Linked DNA regions of Zea mays: regions 1 and 2 are each linked to region 3. Evidence: chromatin contacts called from public Hi-C data. All regions are on one chromosome and are shown on one strand. Each heading gives the region's core, a stretch centred on a gene start, on an enhancer-like site or on the middle of the called end of the contact. The rest is flanking DNA. Distances are from core to core; before and after follow the strand shown.

Region 1 (2,832 bases), core at 267-2,766, 340 kb before region 3:
GTCCGTCAGAAGTCAGAATACAGTCTGCGATGTCAGATCGCACCAGACTGTCCGGTGTCGCAAGAAGACAGAAGACTTCAACGGTCAACAGCTCCAAACCCCAACGGTCGGCTGGCGTAGCACGCACTGGACAGTGAACAATGTTGTGTCTGGTGGACCACCAGACTATCCGGTGTGCCCATCGACAGCAACGACTGGAATAGTGGTTGGGGCTATAAATACCCCAACCACCACCATTCAAGCCATCCAAGCATTCCAACTTCCTCATTCAACACTAGAGCAAAAGAATAGACTCCAAAGACACAATCATGGCATCAAATCCTCTCCAAGCTCCAAAATCAAATCAAGTGCTTAGAGACTTGAGAGAGAGAGTGATTTGTGTTTCTTTTGTTGCTATTGTTGCTTGGTTGCTTTCTTCTTCTCGCTCTAATCTTTCCAAGCGCATTGTAAAGCAAACAAGAGATATCTAATTATGTGGTGATCCTTGGGGGGTCTTAGTGACCCGTGTGAGGAACTATCTTCCACACTCCTAACTCATTATTATTTATTTCTAATCCTAACCCCGGGTAAAGTGTGTGTTCAAAGTTTATAATTTTCAGGTTTTGCCTATTCACCCCCTTTTGGTGACTTTCACCGAGCCATCCTCGTCTCCCTAGGATCCCCAGAGCGTCCGCGCTCCTCGTCTCCGGCGAACTCCCTGCCGCGGACACAGGCGACATCGAGGCCAGCCATTCGATCTCTGATTGGGCAGTTCCTATTTAAATAAATTGTATCTAATCCTAACCGTCCATCCGAGATCCGACGGCCTAGGACCATCCCCGTACCACGCCCCTGCCATTGGGCCCGGCCTCCAGCCATCGTGCCCACACCTGCTGTAAAGCCCAAAAAATTGGTAAGAGAAAAATTGTAATAATAAAATATCTGCCAATAATGAATTCCTTTCCTTCATAAAATAAATCTCTCAAAAAAATAAATAATAATAGTATGGTAACTCAAAGCTTAGGTCCAAGTTTGGGAAGCAAAAATTTAAAATTTAGACTTGGAACAATAAAATAAAGTATGTTACCTAATAAAGGTTAAGAAAAAGAGTCTATATGTAAAACTAAATTATTACCTTGTTCAAATATGTATTTAAAAATTTCTTTCTATGAGATTCTATCCAACTAGGAATTATGTTGTTAAATGCCTATTTTGTATGTATGAGTGGCATACCTAAAATCATTAACTTAAGTAAGGATAAAAAAAATAAAGTGATAATAGATTTTTGTTATGATTAGTAATTTTTGGATTGTTGCAGATTTGAAATTTGAATTCTAAATTCGAAATTTGAAAATAAAATAAAACTGGAAAAAAGGAAAGAACTCACCTACTTTGGGCCAAGATTCACCTGCCGGCCCACCTTACCTCCCGCGCGGCCCAACTAATTCCTTTCTCCGCGCAGCCCAGCTTTGAATCGCGCTGCAAGGCGCCGTCGCGCGGGCCCCACCTGCCCGTCTCAGCCACGCACACACGACCAACGCTCACGTACTCTGATGCATGGGGCCTGTGTACCAGTCACTACACGCGTAGTCGCGCGCGCGCCAGCTGATCCATTCCTCTCTGGCGCATGGGACCCACCCTTTCCCCAGTTTCTCTTCCTCGCCGGGCATCTCGGGCATGTTGTTACGCCGCCCGATACCCCTGCGCCCATGGACTCCCCTCGACCGGCTACAAAAGCGGGCCAAACCCCCCTATACCTCCTCTTCCCTAGCCATCCGCGGGTCGCGGTCAACAAGGGGCGTGGGTTAAGCTAGTGGCGCCGCCATTTCCATGGTGAGAACGAAGAGAGAGAGAAAGAACCGAGCTATGCCATCGCCGGTGGGCTCGTCGTTGTCGCTGCCCCAGTGCCGTGCCGTGAAGCTCCACCTGTGCGTGGAGAAGTTATTGTGGCCTCGCCGCGTTGAACCGGCGCCCGAGGCTTGGGATTTCTTCACGGGAGACCGCGAACCCACTGTCCTCCGTGGTCAGCCTCTCCGCAGACTCCTTCTCTGGTGAGTCCTCATCCCCCACGTTCGCTATTGTCTCCTCTATGCGTAGCTCGGTTTAATCGACGTTTTGGGCACTGTGGTGGTCGGTCGCCTTTGCGCCGATGTTGTGGTTCCACCGCCGTGGAACTCGCCCACGCTACCGCTCGGGATTCCACCAGTGGGTCTGGGAGCTTTGATTAGAGGCATGGATGGCACAAGGTGCTTCGCTAGATGGGATTGCCGATCGGGGAACCCGCGATTTCACGCCGGAGTTGGTGCTCCACCGTGGGTTCCGCTCGCACCGTGGGCGGGCTCCTCTGCAGCCGATTGCAGGTGATCAACCTATCCATGTTATTCGTAGCATTCTCCTCTGCATGTCGCTCTTTTGAATCGGGGAGTCGAGCTTGCGTCGTGACACGTGCTCTGCCATGGTGTCCGCCATGGTGGGTTCCCTGGCCGCCGTGTTCAATCCGTGGTGCCCAGGGAAGAAGAAAGGGTTGGGGGAAAACCGTGTGTGCCATGGGATGTGGGGGTGTACGGCGGCGATCAGATCCCTGGCATACCCGTTGAGAGGATTGATCTGAGCCATTGATTGTGATCGAACGTGTGGCAGAACCTCCTAAGTTATTGGGCCCACATGCACCTGTCCTTGTCTCAAAGACCTCAGACTGCTATGTCTGTGCACCAGCTAACTTAACAGGATCCGTCCGATTGCCCCAAGGACACCAGATAAACCACTTACAACCAGAACCACGTGATTAAGTAAACACAAATCACACACATCAACATTTTTGCAGCGAAAATCTTATTACCAAATTTTACAGGT
Region 2 (2,700 bases), core at 121-2,620, 270 kb before region 3:
AAATGATAAACAATAATATTACAAAATTATAGAAATTGAAATGGATTAATTTGGACTTAAAATGAATTAAATATGAATTTTTCAAGTTTCTAGAATTATTTTTGTTTAAAAACCAATTTCTATATTCCTTTTTCCTATTTTCTGTATTTCTTGGACTACGTGCATAATAACCAGAGAGCACAGGGGTTGTTTTACAAGTTTCAGGGACCCAAAGTAAGGCTTTGACTATGGCCAGGACGATGGGTTGTTTCACAGTTTCCATGGGGGCTGTTTAGCATAATGTCATGGCCAAAGGGTATCCCACATTCTGGGCCATTCGATCTGAAACCGGCGCCCATGATTAGATCTACTCTACCGTAATCCCGTTAAGGATTTGTGGCCATTGGATACTCTATCGATGGTGACGATTTAAAATCCACGAGATCAGATCCAAGTCGCAGGATCGTGATCCGAGGACCCAGGACAATCCCACAAAAGGGGCGGTACCCGTTTTCTAATCGGAGTCGTTCATCATTAGATCAGCGGTCGAGCGCTCTCCCCCCATCTAACCCTACGGTCGTGACCCTATCCTCCAGTCGCCCAGTTACGACAGCGCTACCCGGGCCGACGGTGGCACCATGGCTGGAGAACACCCGTCGAGGCTCTGGTTCCCCAAACACAAGACTGATCGGTGCTAATTGATGAGGAGCTTAAGGTGAACCTAGTCATGGGTATCATACCAGGGATGGAGACGTAGCTGACCCAGTCCACGGCGCGGAGCGGAACTACGACACCGTGACCACGACGGTGAGGAATCGCCGCCGCGACAGTGGCCATCACCTCTGCCCGAGGTCAGCACTAGACTCCCTCCTCCTAGGCGGCCCCTCCGGTGCTGTCACGAGGAGCAAGACGCTGGCGAGAAGGCCAAACGGCGGTGAACGGATTCCGCCCCGGTTCGGTCTACCATGCCCACACTCTCATAGGTCGCGCGGTACACAGAGGAGAAGGATGAGGGGAGGGAAAACCCACGCCATGGTTTTATAGATGGGCGGAGACCGTTGAGGAGCGCAAGCCATCGCCGGAGAATTCACCGTGAGCTCTGCCTGGTTTTTACCCCGACGGCGCTAGATGATGATAGGTGGGACCCCACCAGCCGGGGACGAACTTGAGTCCAAGCACGCGCGGAGTCAGGTCCGCGGTTCACGGCGGCGGTTGAGGATTCGGTTGGGTGGTGTTGAAGATCCGCGGTGTCCGGCATCATCTCAACAATGGCGTTTTCTATTTGAGTCTGCGGCCGAGATGGGGGCGAAGCTGACACCACAGACCCATACATCAGTGCCACGAGTGCGCTGAGGCTAGGTCGTGGGCCCCACCTGACAGCGACACCACAACGCAGGCACGCGGACGGCTGCGAGAGCGGGGCAAATTGGGAGTGGCCACGCGGGTGAAAAGGGGATAAGAAGTAGATGGGCCGCGGGAAAGATAAAAGTGGAGATGGGCCAAGGTGTGGATTCAGCCCAGGTTAGGTTTTTTTCTTTTTTCTATTTATGTGCTCTTTTTTTTCTATTTCAAATCCAAATTACAATTTGAATTTAGGTCTGAGTTTTATTTTCAAAAATAAATGCACAAACAAAAGTATTCTAGTATGAATATGATTGTTTTAATTTATTTTGTTTATTATACTATTTACACAAATGATTTTAAATATGAAATTCATATACGCTAAAACAAAGAATAGGTAGTTTAAGAATTAGAATCTCTAGTTTATAAAATCCTTTTGAGAATAATTATAAATGTCTATTTCCGCTGAGGGGTAACTAAAATCATATAGGGGGTACTTTTATTAAATCTTTTATTAGAAACAATATTTGTTTCAAGGGATGTTAACTTCCAGAATAAAGTAAGTATGATATTTAATTCAAAAAGAAATCTTTGGAGAATTTTTTCTTTAAAAAAAATAGGATTTTAGGCCTTACAAAAACTAACTTGGGATTAGAAATGAGAATATTTGGAGTACATTTTTACTGCCCTGAGAAGAGAAAGGAGATAAGTTTGGAGCCTGTTCCTGGGAGATGACTCAGCTGCTGGTCTGCTATGTTGTCAGCAACTTGAGCTCTCATTCTTTTACCCTCCCCTGTCCGCCATGCAAAGGAATGCTTCAACTTGTTCCTGTGCTTGGGGCTAGTGTGGGTTATGGTGAAGGTGTCCACGTGCATATGTTCATGCACTAGCTAGGCCTCAAGTCCACCCCTCCTGTGAACATGTGGAGGCCAATAGAGTTTACCCTTTTCACTTCATGCCACCACCCTCAACTCCCATAAAGGGGTACTTCAAATATCTCTGTGCTCCTCCACCACCACCTGATAGAGCATCAGTTGCTATCACCCTTGTGCACAGGGATGGCCAACTAAAACCATCCCTCCACCCAAGAAACCCCAGTGCCTCTGAAAAACCTGAAAGTGGTGACCACACACTTGTTCCTCTCAGTTCACCGTGGCCAGGGCGCTTCGAAGAATTTCATGCCCAGGGGAAACTTGTTCCATGATCTACATAGGTCAGTGAAGCTTGCCCAGTTGGTATTTTGAACTTTACCACTATCACCTGATTGGAACGTGGTTGCGCCGCTGCAGACCGGTGCCATGAGCGGTCTCCATGCCGACCTATCCACTCGCGACTTCCCCGCGCAACTTCGTGAGGGCACCATGATTTAGGAAGGTGAGT
Region 3 (2,911 bases), core at 366-2,865:
GCGAGTCGCGACAGAAGAAGAAAAGCGTTGGGACTCGGGAGAAGAAGAGGAAAAGACAGAAAAATTAGAATGAACTAGCGAGGGCAAAATTACCGACAATGGAAATAAACCAAGATGCAGTTCACTGTGGAGTCTGAAGACGTTTCTGGTGTCCAACTATCTGATTTATGGCATCATGTGCTATTGTTTCTTAAACTTTGTGTTGCTTTATCAAATGGCTGAAGCTTTTGCTTTATCAAACGACGACTATCACTCAAGGTTGGAACTAATATATAGCGATAGTAGTTTATTGTGTCCCAAATTTATAATGGTATTGTTTTAGGATATTTATAAAATTTGTTAATTGTACTCACTATATTAGTATGTATTATAAACCCTATTATATATATGGTGTACTATTATTTTTATTAAAGTTTTCATAAATTTAAAACAGACTCATACATCATTCATGGGTATATATAAAGGACTTTTCTAAACAAAATCTCATTTTAGTGAAGCTAAAGTTGGTTTGAAAGCCAAACACTTCTAGAACACGCTGCAACTTTGAAACAACGCTGCTCAACTCTGAAGTTTATGAAGTTGCGCTGGTTTTTATGAAACTAAGCTGTTTAAAACACCTCCTTAGGGTAAAAAATATGAAATTTCAACTAAAGAGGTACAAAAACTGAATAGATTAGTTTAATCTAGAATATTATTCCACTCTATATCTTTTTAGATTCTTACAATCCAAGTTTTCTAAAATATTACTATTTTGTCACTATTTATAGGATTAAATCGTTTTCTTTACTATTCGAAGGCCTATTTTGTGAACGGTGCACTAACTAGAAGTAACGTATGATTAAGGGCAACAGTGCACTAACCGGAAGCAACATCTTACGAGGGGCAACGAAGCTCTAGCTAGAAGTAACGTATTCTGAGGGGCAACGGTGCACTAACCGAAAGTAACATCTTACAAGGGGCAACGAGGCACTAACTAGAAGTAACGTATTATGAGAGGCAACGATGAACTAACCGGAAGTAACGTATTATAAGGGGCAACAGTGCACTAACTAGAAGTAACGTATCAGAAGGGGCAACGGTGCACTAACTAGAAGTAAAGTATTTCGAGGGGCAACGAGGCACTAACTAGAAGTAACGCATACTTAGTGGCAACGCTGAACTAGCTAGAAGTAATATCTTTTGAGGAGCAACGATGCACTAACTGGAAGTAACATATTACAAGGGGAACAGTTCACTAACCGGAAGTAACGTGTTATTTGGGGCAACGGTGCACTAACGAGAAGTAACGTGTTATTAGGGGCAATGGTACACTAACTAGAAGTAAGTTATTAGATTAACATGATAAATAAAATCACAGAGATTTGACATGGTGAACAACAGCATTAAAGCGTAGGTTTTGTTGTTATGAACCCAACACAACTTGAACGGGTTAAAACGGAGCTAAAACGAGAAAGATATGAAGGTTTAAAGATTCGGGGGGTGAAAACAGAACTAACCGGGAAGTTCAGGGGTGATATCTGAACTGGCCCAAGAAAGTCCGCGGGGAGCGGCCTTGTAGAGGCCCAGTTCGGCTGGCCGCCTTTTTTTTAATCTATTTCTTCTTTTCTATGTTAGAAAATAAAGGGAAATACCCATAAATGGACAACACCAACGCCTTCCCCCACCTCTGTGCCGCCGGCTCCGACGCCTTCCACCGCACCGACGCCGCTGGCTCCACCGCCTACCCCTCCTCGACGCCACTGGTCCTGTTCACGCCTTGAGCCCTCTACTGGACGTCAAGAGAAGTGCTGCCCTGCGAGTTCGAATCCAGGTGACTTGTTTTCCCCATCCAGGCACCTTTTTCCAATTTTCCCGGGGAACCAAAATCCTAAACTATGGGGGGTTCAAAATTGCAAGCTTGTTCAATTACTCATAACCTCACATCAGCCTGTAAACTGCACCTAATCAGATTAACTAAACAAATCTATTGAGGGTTCTTGTCATCTCTGCTTTGGGCTCGCCACATGGTGGCCAGAATGTTTAAGGGCTAGTTTGGTAACCACATTATCCCAAGGGATTTTCATTTTCCTAAGGGAAATTAGTTCATTTTCCCTTGGGAAAATAAGAATCCCTTAGGAAAATTGAGCTCCCAAACTAGCCCTAAGAAAATATTTTTTTCCAACTACATGTGACTGGTGCTTTGTGCTACAACAAATCAGTTAATTTTATTTTATTTTTTCACATGGTTCACTGCTACTAACATGGTTTTATTTTATTTTTTCCTGCAAAAATGGTTGTAGATGGGTCAAAGGAAATTATAACGTTCGAAATGCATATAACATCTTGCCCTCAGACGACACCGTAATCCATTTCAAGATCCAAATCAGAAATGAGAATTTATTAAAATTGATGAACAAGTGACGGCATGAAAATGTATGTCTATTCCCATATATTGTACTAAAAAACTTTGAAGAATCACGTCTGGGGATAAATTCTATTTACTCAATGCAACTATATACGCACAGCTACTTTCTACTCATTATATGTATCAGGATGTAGGTGCATATCACATAGCAAAAAGGGATGAATGATGCTCCCTATCCTTCAGTAAAAACATTGCTTTTATACACGGTTCTTTATTTGTTCCAACATACACCAGTGTTTCTATTATATAGTGACCTATTGATGCACTCTCCTTAATCAGATTTGGGTTTAGATGCTAGTGTGTCATCAATCAAGCTGATAATTATGTTTCTTATGTTATTTTTGTGGTTTTTGGATTAGGCAGAGGCTCTCCATGACTTCATCTGTCTCTGGCTCTTCAAAATCACCTCGTAAGCCTCCGGTGTCGTACCGGAAATGGATGGATGCAGATAATCCTGTTTGTTGCAAGTGCTCAGGTGTTATGTTGGAGCTGACCTCGTGGACCGAT

The links. A called contact is a pair of places that touch in the nucleus more often than the background predicts.
Region 1: a contact with region 3 is called in a Hi-C map of tassel, with 2.7 times the contacts expected there. The contact joins the enhancer-like site here to the promoter of LOC100276090 in region 3. A contact is called at or near these places in 3 of 25 Hi-C or Micro-C datasets (leaf and tassel).
Region 2: a Hi-C map of tassel shows a contact between it and region 3, with 4 times the contacts expected there. The contact joins the enhancer-like site here to the promoter of LOC100276090 in region 3. A contact is called at or near these places in 4 of 25 Hi-C or Micro-C datasets (ear, leaf and tassel).

What each region holds. Positions count from the first base shown.
Region 1 is chr9:106,162,010-106,164,841 of Zm-B73-REFERENCE-NAM-5.0, reverse strand. No RefSeq gene overlaps it. Among protein-coding and RNA genes, the nearest start is that of LOC100281477, 45 kb to the left of the region's middle. Within about 2 kb of position 1,516, at least 17 of the 20 cell types and tissues checked have an H3K27ac peak or open chromatin away from gene starts, as enhancers often do. A contact at or near this core is called in leaf and tassel, where this site is marked.
Region 2 is chr9:106,092,996-106,095,695 of Zm-B73-REFERENCE-NAM-5.0, reverse strand. No RefSeq gene overlaps it. Among protein-coding and RNA genes, the nearest start is that of LOC100382367, 18 kb to the right of the region's middle. Within about 2 kb of position 1,370, at least 17 of the 20 cell types and tissues checked have an H3K27ac peak or open chromatin away from gene starts, as enhancers often do. A contact at or near this core is called in ear, leaf and tassel, where this site is marked.
Region 3 is chr9:105,826,069-105,828,979 of Zm-B73-REFERENCE-NAM-5.0, reverse strand. LOC100276090 reads left to right here and starts at 1,615. Exons shown (of 3, transcript NM_001348922.1): 1 at 1,615-1,810; 2 at 2,764-2,911. The coding sequence starts at 2,777.